Linked DNA regions of Mus musculus: region 1 is linked to region 2. Evidence: chromatin contacts called from public Hi-C data. All regions are on one chromosome and are shown on one strand. The core of a region is the stretch at or near the end of the contact, and the rest is flanking DNA. Distances in the headings are between cores, read along the strand shown.

Evidence for each region. Hi-C and Micro-C count contacts between places; a contact is called where the count stands out from the background.
Region 1: a contact with region 2 is called in a Hi-C map of uterus, with 4 times the contacts expected there. The contact joins two enhancer-like sites. A contact is called at or near these places in 4 of 484 Hi-C or Micro-C datasets (embryonic fibroblasts and uterus).

What each region holds. Positions count from the first base shown.
Region 1 is chr2:45,513,188-45,520,004 of GRCm38.p6, reverse strand. No RefSeq gene overlaps it. Among named protein-coding and RNA genes, the nearest start is that of Gm30792, 21 kb to the left of the region's middle. Within about 2 kb of position 5,019, at least 41 of the 459 cell types and tissues checked have an H3K27ac peak or open chromatin away from gene starts, as enhancers often do. A contact at or near this core is called in uterus, where this site is marked.
Region 2 is chr2:45,745,405-45,752,230 of GRCm38.p6, reverse strand. No RefSeq gene overlaps it. Among named protein-coding and RNA genes, the nearest start is that of 1700019E08Rik, 52 kb to the right of the region's middle. Within about 2 kb of position 4,085, at least 38 of the 459 cell types and tissues checked have an H3K27ac peak or open chromatin away from gene starts, as enhancers often do. A contact at or near this core is called in uterus, where this site is marked.

The sequences.
Region 1 (6,817 bases), core at 3,770-6,269, 230 kb after region 2:
GGATCTCTAGAGCTGGCCATTTTCCTGACATAGTCTTAATCTAGTCCTTTATCATAGCACTGCACTTTTGCTCTAAAGGTTTCTGCACTAAAACGTGGGAAGGTGAAGCCATAGTTCAATTCAATTTATTTTTATATTGCCTCTCATACAAAGTCTCTCAAAGCACTTTACAGTAAGAGATAAAATAATCATATAACACTTGACCATGCTTGGAATAGCCACGATCACCCAGACAGCCAGGGGATACAGCAGTGCACACTCACACAGGTCAAATTCCCCTCCTTTCAAAGCCATATAAATGGACATTTCAACAGAGTAGCAGAGCCATATAATATCGCTGGCTGAGCCCTGCCTTGCCCTGCCTTCTCGGGGGACAAGAGTAAAGCTTTGTTTTTTCTATTCAGATCAACCATTCTCTCTTCTAAACCTCTGGTGATCTCAACTGGTGACCAGTTTCCTCCTCACAAGCCAGGATAATGTTTTCTTTCTATTGTTGTCAATTATTTTAATCACTTGTGATTTATGGCTTCCTGGAATGCAGTTAATCTGGTGCTCCTCTTTTCCTTGTCTGTGTTCAGTATTTGGCTCCAAGAGGTAAAGAGAAAAGGCTGGTGGAAGGACTGAAATAAATAATAGTTTGAGGGTTGTTTGTTTGGTCAACCTACAACACACACACACACACACACACACACACACACACACACACACTCACATATACAAGCACATACATATATATACAAACAAACATGTGCACATATATACAAACACATGCACACATACAAACACATACACACAGTGAGAGAGGGGCCAGGGAAAAGAAATCTGAATACGAGATTTGAACACTTGGGATGAATCAGTGGACTTCTGAGGCAGGAAGAAGGAGTAAAGGATAAAGTAGAGTGGTGGATTTTTTTCTCTAGCTAAAACATCTCAAATCAAATAACAATGTCTGGAAATAATAATGAAGAAACCAATCCTGACCAAGAGAAATTAGGTCAAATCGATACATCCAGTTGGAATCTGAACATCCAGTTTGTAGAAGAGTCATCCTAGAGATGGTGCCCAGTAAGGAGAGAGCACAGATGTCAGTGTGAAGGGCTGTATTCATTCAGTTCCTTCAGAATGCAAAGAGCTGCCTGAGATCACCAAGCTGTGGAGACAGTAATTCTCAGAAAAGATCCCTCTCCAAGCTCACTGGGTCCTCGACACACAGCTCTCAAGCATGAAAACAAACTGCGTATCGCCCAAACATGAATTTTTGCAGAGTATAAAAATTAAGAGAAGTCTATGGCTCCAAAAGAATTTCACTATTAAACTCAATAAACAATCTGAAACTTCATGGGGGGACTATGGTTCTAGAAAAAAAATGTGACTTTTTTCATCCTCCACTTCTTGGATCAAGTCACATCTTCATAAAAAAAGATAACAAACTGGAATATATTGCAACTCAGTTTTTGACCTTTGAATATTTCTGTCACCGATTGTCAAAGTTGAGAACTACTCTCTATTCTGAGGTGATGGATTATTTAATTAACCATTGACCTTTCTCCAACATTGCTTGACAATAAGCATAGTCCCATGCAAGCTGCTGGTCAACTCTGTGCTGATTATCAATCAGAGGAGGACATTTTTTGCAATTTAGGTGAACACGCAGAATTGCTTTGTACTGTTTATTTACCTAAACTGACTGTCAAATTAATTTGGTATTTTTCTTTTTAACTATCCACTAGATAAAGAGCAACAGATTCATTATTCTTTTGGAAATTAGACTTTACAAAACAAATGTGTTTGGTGAAACCAAAATGAATCAGCCAATAGGAAAAGCAAGCATTACTTCCTATTAATGAATCACCCAGAAAAGGTTGCAGCAATTCATTTTTATTGCAACCCATCTTTCAAGGTTCCCATTGAATCCAGCCAATTGTAGGAAATATGATCCCCCAGGAGAATAAGGCATGGCCTTTGGAGAGTTCTCACCGTTGTTTATAACTTTCCACATTTTCCTTCAAGGGTTTATTTTCTTTATAGAAGGGAAGGGAGGAGAGAGGAGAGAGAGAGAGAGAGAGAGAGAGAGGAACGAAGGAAAAAGAGAGATGGAAAGAAAGAAAGAAAGAGAGAGAGAGAGGGGGGGGAGGGAGGGAGGGAGAGACAGAGAGAAAAAAAGAAAAGAAAGGAAGGAAGGAAGGAAGGAAGAAAGAAAGAAAGAAAGAAAGAAAGAAAGAAAGAAAGAAAGAAAGAAAGAAAGAAAGAAAGAAAGGAAAGAAGGAAGAAAGGGAGGGAGAGACAGAGAGAAAGAAGAAAGAAAGAAAGAAAGAAAGAAAGAAAGAAAGGAAGAAAGGAAGGAAAGAAGGAAGGAAGGGAGGGAGAGACAGAGAGAAAGAAGAAAGAAAGAAAGAAAGAGAGAGAGACAGAAAGAAAAAATAAAGAAAAGAAAGAAAAAGAGAGAAAGAGAGAAGGGTGAAGAAGGAAGGAAAGAAGAAAGGAAGGTAGAAAGGAAAGAAAGAAGGAAGGAAGGGATGGAGGGAGGGAGGGAGGGAGGGAGGGAGGGAGGGAGGGAGGGAGGGAGAGTAGATTTCAACTAGTTAAGTGTAAGACCAGAAACCATTTCAACAATTAGTTTCTATATTGGTCTAGCCTGGTTTCGTCTGCTCTCAGAAACCCTTCACCTACTTGGTTTCTTTCTTCAGGGATCTTCAGCTTAGACATGGGATGAAGCTTAGAGTTCTGTAGGAGGAAGCTTCCCAAATATGCCACTTCTGAATCCAGCATTTAGAAATGTGACATGTGGGGGACAGCAGTACATTTGCAGACAGACCTATGGTGGTTGCCTTTCCTGCTACCACTACCTTGTTTGCTTCACAATTGTGTAAGGAAACACAATGCAAAGCAACTTAGAGTCAAACAATTCTAGCCTCACCACCATAGGTTCTTTCCTTTAGCATGCACGGGGACGGGGGGCACAATATTGTGCACAATATCTTCTTGCCACCTTTATTTCCTAGTCTATAAAATAGGAATCAAAATAATCATGATTCAATGGAAATACAATGAGATAGCACATGCAAATTCAGATTGAAAAAAATAACACAGCTTCTCCAACATGAGTTTCCAGTTAGTTGAGTGGATACAAACATTATCTTCTCAAAGTTGATCACAATGTAGGAGAGACAGTTCAGCAACAACCATGGGCCATTTCTATTTCCCCAAAGTGCACAGTGTTTAAAGACTTGACATTATGAAAGTATATTGTCTTCATTAATTTATGTTAATTTTTAATGTTGGTATGACTCTATTGCATAATATATACAGAAGCCTCTGTGTATGGTGGTATGCATATATACATGAACACATGCACTAAAAACACATAGATATTGCAGGGTGAAAGAGTTTTGACCTCCAAGAAAGCAGATTTTCATTAAAGTCTTAATCTAGGACATAATACCAAGCATTAATTGTAACAGTGGCTACTTTTAGTTTAATAAGAAAAGAAAAAAATTGCTTAAAAATGAATTGTATATTGAAATTAGCAAAAAAATCCCATTCTATATATATTTATTATAGTGTCTGAAATTAAACTTTCTAATTTTATAGTTACACACACTGGAATGGTATGTGCAATGTACACTTATTTTCCTTTGTATCTGTAAATCATGTTTTTGCTTTGACATCTATCAATTTCCTGTCAAAGCTAAGAGCTTATTTCCTGTGGGAACAGATCCTTATGGGTCTAACATCAGATACCTAGATGGGTAAGTTGTATGTTTGATGCATGGTGACATTAATGTAATATTATGATGGATATCTATTAGCAGGTACATCACCCGAACACACACTCTCTGAACATCTTTGACAGAGGCTGCCCTTTCCCTGTCTGTCAATCCACACTAGAATCATAAGAATGAGCAAATGTGACAGAAAAGGGCTATACCAATTATAGATGAAAGGATAGCATCTACTCCCACCATTTGATGTGATTTATTTGTTGGTCCTTCTGCATTTGGAGGCAGCACACTGCAGCTGTTTATGAAGTGACAAATGGTACCCAATGACAGTGAATGACTTCTCTAATCAATTTAACATGTCTAAATAGTGATCATGAATTGTGGGATTTGTTGAGTGTCTGTGAGTACAGAAATTACTGAATAGTTTTCATTAAAACATATATTTCAAATATACACCTGGAATAGTAACATCAAAGATAACAGAAATAAGAATTTTTAATATAAGGATTAAGTTTTCAGGTGTGTTTTAAGTCCAGTATTTTAAACTTTTCCTTTTTTTTTTTTAAAAAAAAAGAGGTGTTAGTTTTTTAATAAGAGAAGTTTATGGGTTTTTTTTTCTTTTTTAGCTTTATTTGATAGAGGAAGGTCATAATTATCTTGGGTGGGAATATAGTGAAATTGTATAAAGTTTTGGTGGTTTATTTTTCCAAATATCAACTTAAGTTTAAGTTATTATCTAACCCCTTTTAATAAAACTCTTTTGTTATAAATGAATTTATCAATGAATCCACTGTGTACCTTTTATATTTTCTTGAAAACTATGTACTACGAGAGGGGTGGATTGCACTATCAGAGTTATTTCCCTGAACACTATGCATAATTGTTTGAACTTACACATAATTCAGACAAGTTTTTTTTCCCTCTTATAGATAACTAGTATAACAGAGGAAGTCACAAGCTGGGATAACTTTACACAAGAGTATTCACGTATTAATTTCAATTTGTTAGGAGTAGGTAGTCTTTTACATACTCAATACAAAGCACTACTGCTATAAGCCAAGAATGATTTTCCCCTATCTCTGTATTATTCAAATTTATTAAACAATATTTCATGTTTGTTTGACACAATGTCAAACTTGGGCTCCTAAAGAACTGCGGCAGCTTTGGGGCTGTTATGTTTTCTTGGACTTTAATCATTTTTGGCAAGGCTCCACTTCCTGTCAGAAAGTGAAACAGCTTTGGAATGTCATTTTCCCGAAAGAAAACAGAGAGAATCTGAGAGGAAGTTCTCCTCCACTCCAGATCCCCTAAGATACTCAAACACACTCACAGGAGGGCTGGAATACATCAAACATTAGCAGAGGGAAAAGGACACAATTTTCCCACATTAAAATACATGGATAAAGTTGAACTTCTGCTAAAAATAGTTCCCATGACTAATCCTATTAAGTTTAAAAAATTGGGCAGTATCCTCCTTGAAGTGGAATGACTCTCTACCATCACACTCTGCTGAGCCCACCACTCACCCTGAAGCTAGCAGCCCTTCAATATTAGGCCCTCATCTTTCTGTTTACAATGACATCAGACTTAAAGAGGACAGAGTAAGAATGAGAGAGAGAGAGAGAGAGAGAGAGAGAGAGAGAGAGAGAGAGAGAGAGACTTTATTCAACTCTAAGCTATCAAAGGACACCAAATATAAGATATGAGGATCAAAATTATCTCAGTATGCCAAAAATTCTAAAGTGCAATATACATCCTGTACAAATCTACAACATTTTCCCACCCAGTCTTAGACTCCCTGTGTGTCCCCAGGGAGCGATAACACTGCAGAAAGCAAACAAAGATTACTCCTAGCTGTGCCACTTCAAGATGAGAAATGTTGGATGTGACTTGAAGTAGAAAGATATAAACATCTCTCCTCTTTTGGAATTGCAAGCCCCTGGTTTTTGCATGTGAAAGTAGCAAACGAAGAGAGAAAAGGAAGGACTGAAGAAAAAATCACTAAAAAAGGCTGAGCAAGTTGAAAGGTTCTAACCCAAGTTGAGTGCTGTTGTATTCTAGTGAGGGGAAGCCAACACATACCCACCACTTCTGAATTAACAATGATAATCGATACTTTTCTAATCTTTCAGAAAGGGCAGTGACAGGAATATAAAGGAGCTGCAGAGAGTGTCATTCCATACTATGATATTGACATATGTTAGCTAAGTGATTAACAATAGAGAGGTTCAGCTATAGTGAAACCTGAACCCAGCTGATGCCATTAACACATACATCTGATGAACTCTACAGACCACATTAAACAGAGAGAGCACAACGACTATAGGAGAATGGCTTTTAATGAAATCATGTCTAAAAACGGAGGCTGATAAATGTCATCAAGGAGTTCTTTGTGGAACCGGGAGACAGTGACAATCATGCAGACAGTAATTTGAAGAGAAGAACAGGTAACACAGTCCCAAGTACACTGAGATGCCTTAGAGCTTATACACTTTTAAAGCAAAGTGGGTCATCTTTAAATACTGTATTATGATACTAAATAAACAAACAAACAAACAAACAAACCAGTTGATTTAGAGTTTTCCACATTGGCACTGAAGTATGCAATCCTATAAATTCACTATCATAAAACAAATAGTTTTTATTCACTAAATAGTACATATTTGAACCAATCCATAATTTACAAAAGTAGGTCATTAAGTGTTGGATGTATTGCATATATGTGATGCACTTCCTATGACTGTAACCTAGAACTCCATCCATAAGGGCCACTGAACAAAGGGTGTGCTCATCTATAAGCTAAGCACGTTTTTCAGTTTGCCTTATTTGGAGGACAAGTTCCAGCTTCACGGTCACCACACAAGTGAGACCAAATGTTATGACGTTTACGGATGGAAAGAAACTCTCCCAAGTTACAGACACAGGGAGACACAGAACTGAGGATGTGGGAGTCACTTCTAAACTGCCTGCATCGATCTCCAGCTCTGCTACTTCATAATTAACACAGGTACCCTCTTAATCTTTGTCATTTGGGGATTTGTCAAGTCAGGCCCTAAAGAAGAATGTGAGGAGTTAAGATAGAACAGGAATGAGTG
Region 2 (6,826 bases), core at 2,836-5,335:
ATTGCTGTGAATCCAAATGAAGAAATACATATAATGTTTGCCACATTGCAGTGACTCACTGTGTTCTTTATTAGGTCATTTTTTTTCAAACATGAACCTCACAGCAATAATTTCTCCTTTCCAGTGGAGAAAATCTCTTATAAAATAAAATCTTCTAAATAATACCTCAATCTTCTAAACATTAAGTACTGGGCACTATGAAAAAAAGGGACTGTTCTTGTGAGTGTAACAATCACACATTTCAAAAGAAAGCCAGACTGTGCCATGACTCACAGATCACCAACCAGTACTCAGGAAACATCTGAAGAGAATACATGAAGACGTCAGCATTGGGGGCCTATAGCTCAGGAGGTAGGAAGGACAGACATTAAATCGCTGTCAGAATACTACAGGGTGCTATAGACTGCAAGGAGTATGTGGTGGGGGGCAGGGTTGGGGGCTATAGAATGTGACTAAGAATGATAACCTTTATGGAAAGATTCCAGGAAAATGACAACATTCAATGTGAAAATATCCAAGAGTACAATGTCCCCACAGTGGAAACAGGCAGAACAAAGGCACCACCCTGGAGTGTGCAGCTGTTATTTGTTAGCAAACAAAGAGCTTAGTGACAATGGAGTGACAAAATCAATAATAAAATAACTAAAGAAATAAGGTCACAGGTAATGAGTGCGATAGAGGCCAACTCACTGAAACTCTCTTATAAAGGGACTTGGACCTTTAAAGTACACAATTTTCTTAGGATTAAGATGGCAGCCCTGGGGCTTTTGGGGCTCAGAATAGGAAGCTGTGGACTAATTTTGAGACCACTTAAATAATCCAAGTGGGGTATCAATAACAGATATAGATATCAGAGATCCTGTACTGGGCATCATGGAGAATCTGAGTAAATAATATATTATTAAGAAATAGATTACCATGAATTGAGATGGAAAGGGCAATGGTAAAATAAATTTCAGAAGGCAATACAAAAAAATGGGGTTTGGATGTTAACTCTGAGATAGGCAATTAAAAACTATTAATAACTACTCATAGGGTCATAGTCATGAATTAAAGCTTGCCTGGAAAACCAAATGTGGGTCTTTCTAATCAAAAATTTGAGATGACCAATGATACTACTAAAAAAATCACAAAACATGGTGAGACTCTACTACAGAAGTGGCAGTAAATAGGAAAGGACGAATCTTGGGAAGAGTCACAGAACCCTGCTCCTTATCACCTAGAAGCTAGCTTTGTGTCATCTGACTCAGGCACTTGATGCTCAAGAGACACGGGTACTCCAGGTCCATGCAGAATTCTTTGTCTTGTAGCATGGACAATTCATTCTGAACCCACTCATCACCACTGGAGACCTTTCAGTCTCCCAAGAAACACTTAGATGCTCCATTTCCTCAAGGCATTCTTCACTTACCTAAATTTATCCTCTGGAACCTGGAGCCCTTGCCAGGACTTTCTGCATTACACAGGTCTCTGTCAGCCACCTTTAGCAGGCTACAAATAGTTGATGACAGCAACTACAGAATTCCCATCAACACCATTATCATAAAAACTTAATAATGTATGAAATTTAATGTGTGCCAGGAATACTCTTCAGTGTGTTTTAAGTGAAGTCTAAGCCCCCTAATTCCACTATTCTTATTTTCTAGGTGAGAAAATTAAAATGTGAGGGGCTAACGCTTAATCTGGCTGGAAAATTGCAGAAATAAATTTTGATATTAGATCTCAAACACTCCAAAGACCTTAACAATTTGTCTAGGTATCTTCATGTTATTCATTTTTACTAGACCCTAGTACATAGTAAATAATATGTATGAGTTTTGCTTAAATAGACAAATGATTATCTAATGTCTTTTGCTTCCTTTTGGCAGCTACAGCAAAAATTTTACTTACAGAAATTTATTGGCACATTTCTCACTTAATTGGGATTTTGTTAGTTTCTTTCTGCAGATTTCTTTTAATGAAATGTGGAAAAATCACAAGAAACAAGACTTGTTTGCATTTCATCTAAGTGGAGTATATGGCTGATACTTCCTTGAGCTCAATGTGTGGTCATTGTTGTTCAGGACACCTTGGGCAGCTATGTGATAGCTGAGAATTTATGATCACAATGAGGACTAGAGGCCCAGATCGTCTTGAACTTTAAAAGAATGTGATGTATTTTATTACGCAGGCAATTCACTTCAGAACCTCCTTATAATAATATTTTAGGATTAATTTAATAACATAAACCAAACCACAAATTTGTGTTAAGTCTTTACATACAGTAGTACCACAGCATCTTTTTTCCTGCGTGACAAATGCTGGTCTGGGTCCCTTTATTCTGCAGAATTTGTTTCTGACCTGACTGATGGCTGATAAACCCTATCTTCACTGTAGGTCACAGGGATCATTTTCAAAACACAGGATGGTGTCCTTACACACACACGACAGTCTGGGGGTACTGTGTATGAATACACCTGATTACTACTTCTATATATTCTTCATCTAACCTTTATAGAATAACTCACTGCGTGACTAGCAGGCCATGATGTGTCAATACCCCAGCATGCTCACTTCTTGAATGAATCATTTCAATGTCTATGCTTGGTATTCAAGATATCCCTGAGAAAGTATGCTTCAGTCACACACTGGGAGGGCAGGGATAACTGCCCCTTATAGGATGACTTCACTTCCTAGGAACTGTCTCTACCATCCTAGACTAATCCTTCTTGTACTTTCCCTATAAAATGTTCACTTTCATGTGCTGCTGTCAAGTTTGGCTTCCAGTGGAATGCAGACAAAGTCGGCAGATTCTGGTTACTTGAGTTCCTAATGCAATAGTGAGTGAGTCCTCCTGGATATTGCTAGTAGCAGCAGAATACATTTCCCCTCCACTCATTCACATCTCTTCAACTACAATGTGCCCCCTTTAACTGCAACGGTATGTGATCATAGTGGATTTAAGGTGATTATCTGATAGTTCAAGTAAATCCTATGTTTAGGGATGCCAATAAAGCAAACAAGCAAAGAGGTATTTCATAAATGTGACACTTAGTTCACTCACATGTCAAAGCAGATTCTTACTCTTAAGAAGTAGAACTCTGCACAACCCTGCAGTAAGCAGATTGATACACTGTAGACATTTCAGACTCTAGAAATGACAATGATTTTCAAAGCTACTAGAATACGAATTGACTTTCATCGAGTACTTTCTAAACTAAGGACTATTGGCCATTAATTCAACAGTCCTTTTTACAAGATTGATATAAGTAGTGATGTGAACGAATAAAAAATTATATTTTGCCAACACTTCCAAAAGCTTTTCCTCACTGAAACCTAATTTCTGGATTAAAAAATTTAACAAGACTCTTGATAGCTATAAAACTTAAACAAAAATTAATTTCTTTTTAAAAATGATTCACAAAATGCTTTTCAGTTTTAATTTTATATGGCCAATTGCTTTGCTTATGAGTCAATGCAAACTCCTTAAGGACAGCATTAGCTGGAAGACATATCAGCCCTCAATGTCAATACACTAAGGTAAGAAACTTGGTATTACTTCTGCAGTACATAGTTCATTTTAAGTGAAACTTGCTGGCTAGTCTTCCAACAGAGAATGACTTGTGTATTTCATTAATATTATATATATATGTATGTATATATATATATATATATATATATATATATGCATTCCATAATATTATATATATATATATTCCATAATATTATATATATATGTATGTATGTATGTATATATGTTTTTAAAGAAAATCAGTTGCTCTAAAATGTATAACTGTACAAAACTTAAAATCTATTTCTGTGTGATGCAATCTAGCTTCATATTAATTTTAAGCCTTAGAAACTCCTCAGTGTTAATTGGTACTGGTTCTAATGTGTGTTTTTAGATACGAGGTAAACAATTTACTCTAGTATCAAGGAAACATCAGTTAAGATTTTATTAGAATTCTAAAAATGAATAATAAGTCCAGCCCATGCCTGCTGTAATCACTAAAATAAACTCACTGCTCACACTGCTGTGGCTTAGCTAAGCCCTTCTCTCATTCCATCAGCTGTATGGGGCAGCAGCTGGCCTGTTTTTCAACACCACGGGTATGTTTACTGCAGCCATGTAACTTTGTCTCCAAGGGCTGAGGCTGTTGCTAAGGCCTGGACCACACCTTCCCCCTGCTTACCTAAAGTCCATCAGTCATGGTTTCATAATTGGGCAGTTTGAACAGTGTCAACACAAGGACACAGACAAAAATACACTTTCTGTTTCTCCAGGTGCTGCAGCCTCTGCCCCTGTGGTGACAACTAATCATTCCATTGGACTAAAATGATATACTTTAAAAAACAATGTCCTGGCATTGCTGAGACTGTTCGTATAAGGCCATGAAGGTCTACACAGCAAGGATTGCACAATAACCCATTAAAATAAACATTTGCAACCACAGATAGCTGGACTGAAATTCTGTTCTGATACAAATAACATCTGGACAACTTTTGTTTGCATCTTCCAGCATAAAACACCCTTGAGAAAAAATAGAAGGCAAGCGAGAAGACAAAAGACGTCTAAAGGTTTTATTATGCTATGGGTGTGGTGCCATAAATACGAGGGGGTTCAGGCTGGAGTTGCCAAACCTGAATTTAAACAACATGTTGTTTTTAAAAAATTGTAACACTGCTGAGGCACAATTCCGTTTTCTTACATAATTAATCCCGTGTAAAAGAGAGTGACTGGAAATCATCCAGTGGTTTAAAAATAACTCAATTATTTATAAGCTCCACAGAGCTATAGGATTCCACAGAAAGGAAGAAAGTGGAGCATCTTGGTACCAAGAACATTGTGCAGATTTGGCCCAGGCCTGAAGACATCAGCATCACTAATCTGACAGTACAAGTCTACACAGAGGCCAAGGATGCTGCCATTCCCTTGGATCACAGGCCAAGCTTGTGGGAAGGGGAGGGTTTCATTCTTTGAAATGTACATGTAGCTGTTACATATTAGTATAATGTTACAAATACTGAAAGAAAGAGAGAACTGAATAATGTGAAGGAGGAAGAATAGAAGAAGCAGAGAAGGATGGTATGGAGCCTGAAAATGAATAGCTGAGCAAATTTCAAAAGATGCTCAGCATAGTCCATGACTCAGACACCACAGTGAATGGACTCTAATTTCTAATATTGTTCTTTGATATGAAGCAAAATAATTACAAGTTGAAAACTACCAGCAAGTATTACATTCAATATAAAGATAAAGGACTTATCCATAAATAAATCCTTATATAAAATCATATGTTTGGGGCAGACTCACAGCGAACAAGCATATATTTGTGTCAGTTCCAGCTGGCCATATAAAAGCAATGAAAGTTTCTGTTTAGTAATATTAAAATATTGCAAAATGTTTCACAATTATCTCAAGGGTATTTTGCCCTTTACTCAGAGAGGCCTTGTGTAAAGTGGCAATAGTCTCACAGACCTCGCCAGGACTTAGGAGAACATGCTAGGTGGACTCTACCAAATAATTTGATGCTTAAAATCATTCCTTGTTTTACATCAAAACGCTAAAAGTCGACCTTATTTTGTCATATGGTCCAAATCATTTATTGGGGGCATAGTGTGATTAAACTGTATTTTATTTAACCTTGGAAACAAAAGAGAATATGAGACACAATTTTCTCATTTGTTTACAAGGCTGAAGAAGCACAGTTTTGATATGCTAATTCCTATGAAAACAACAATAGATGTCAGCTATCTAAACAAAGCAGCGAAGAAGTGCATTTCTCAAAAATGTTCCTGCATTTATGGGATCTTGGTTGATGACCACTTTCAGTAATCCACACTAAAAGAACTTTGCTTCCTGATGGGTTGTGACAGGGAAAATCTTGATGAGGTGGCATGAGGCTGTTCCAGAAGCAGGCCATGTTATGGCTATGTCAAACTACTGGTGAGTAAAGTTAGTTGTAGTCAAGGAATTTATAACTAAGAGTTCTGAAAAACTTGTTCAAGCCTTTTGGTCCAGATATAAGAGATCTGTACCTTCCTTGCTCCCTGGCACAATGGTTACTTTTTTTTTTCAATACTAATTGGGTTTGGTATATTAAATGAATGGCCCTTATGAATACCAGTAGTCCCTGATCCTGTTTGTCCTAGCTTCTCTGTCACTATTCCTTTGAAGAGCAAAAGATAGGCCATGTCTGCCTTCTGCAACACAATCCTTCTAGATATAAGCTACAACAATTCTGGCTGCCTAGGTCAATATGTTCCTCATGCATGTGAGGCAGGAAGGAACCACCAATTGTGTTAATATTGAAGGTCCTGTGTGAGCACACCATCACTTGCTCCATTGATTTAACATAATCCTGTCTTATATTAATCTTTAAAGCTTGTTTTGGTCCATGATATCAGATATGAGAGTGCTCATACAATACATAGTTTCTAGATGAGATAGGTAATGTTATGTAGGCTTCCCTGGGTTTATTTATTTTCTTTCTTTCTTTCTTTCTTTCTTTCTTTCTTTCTTTCTTTCTTTCTTTCTTTCTTTCTAGTATAGAATAGAGTTTATTTAGGACATGGGAGGGGAGTTAAGAAAGTAGTAGAGGCAGAGAAAGGCAGAGAGAAGGAGAGAGTAGAGAAGTGGAGGCCAGCGATGACCACATGGAAAGATGGGGAGGGAATGGGGAGAGAGGGAACAGAAGGAGTAAGAGGCAGGAGAGCAAGAGTGTAAGAGAGCTTCCCTGGATTTTCTAAGTGAAGTAAAATGGCGTCTATGAGGAAAGGAAGAAAAAGTTCTATGCAGAGAGAAGACACAAAGCACGACATGATATGGGGGAGGGGTGTTAGTTTT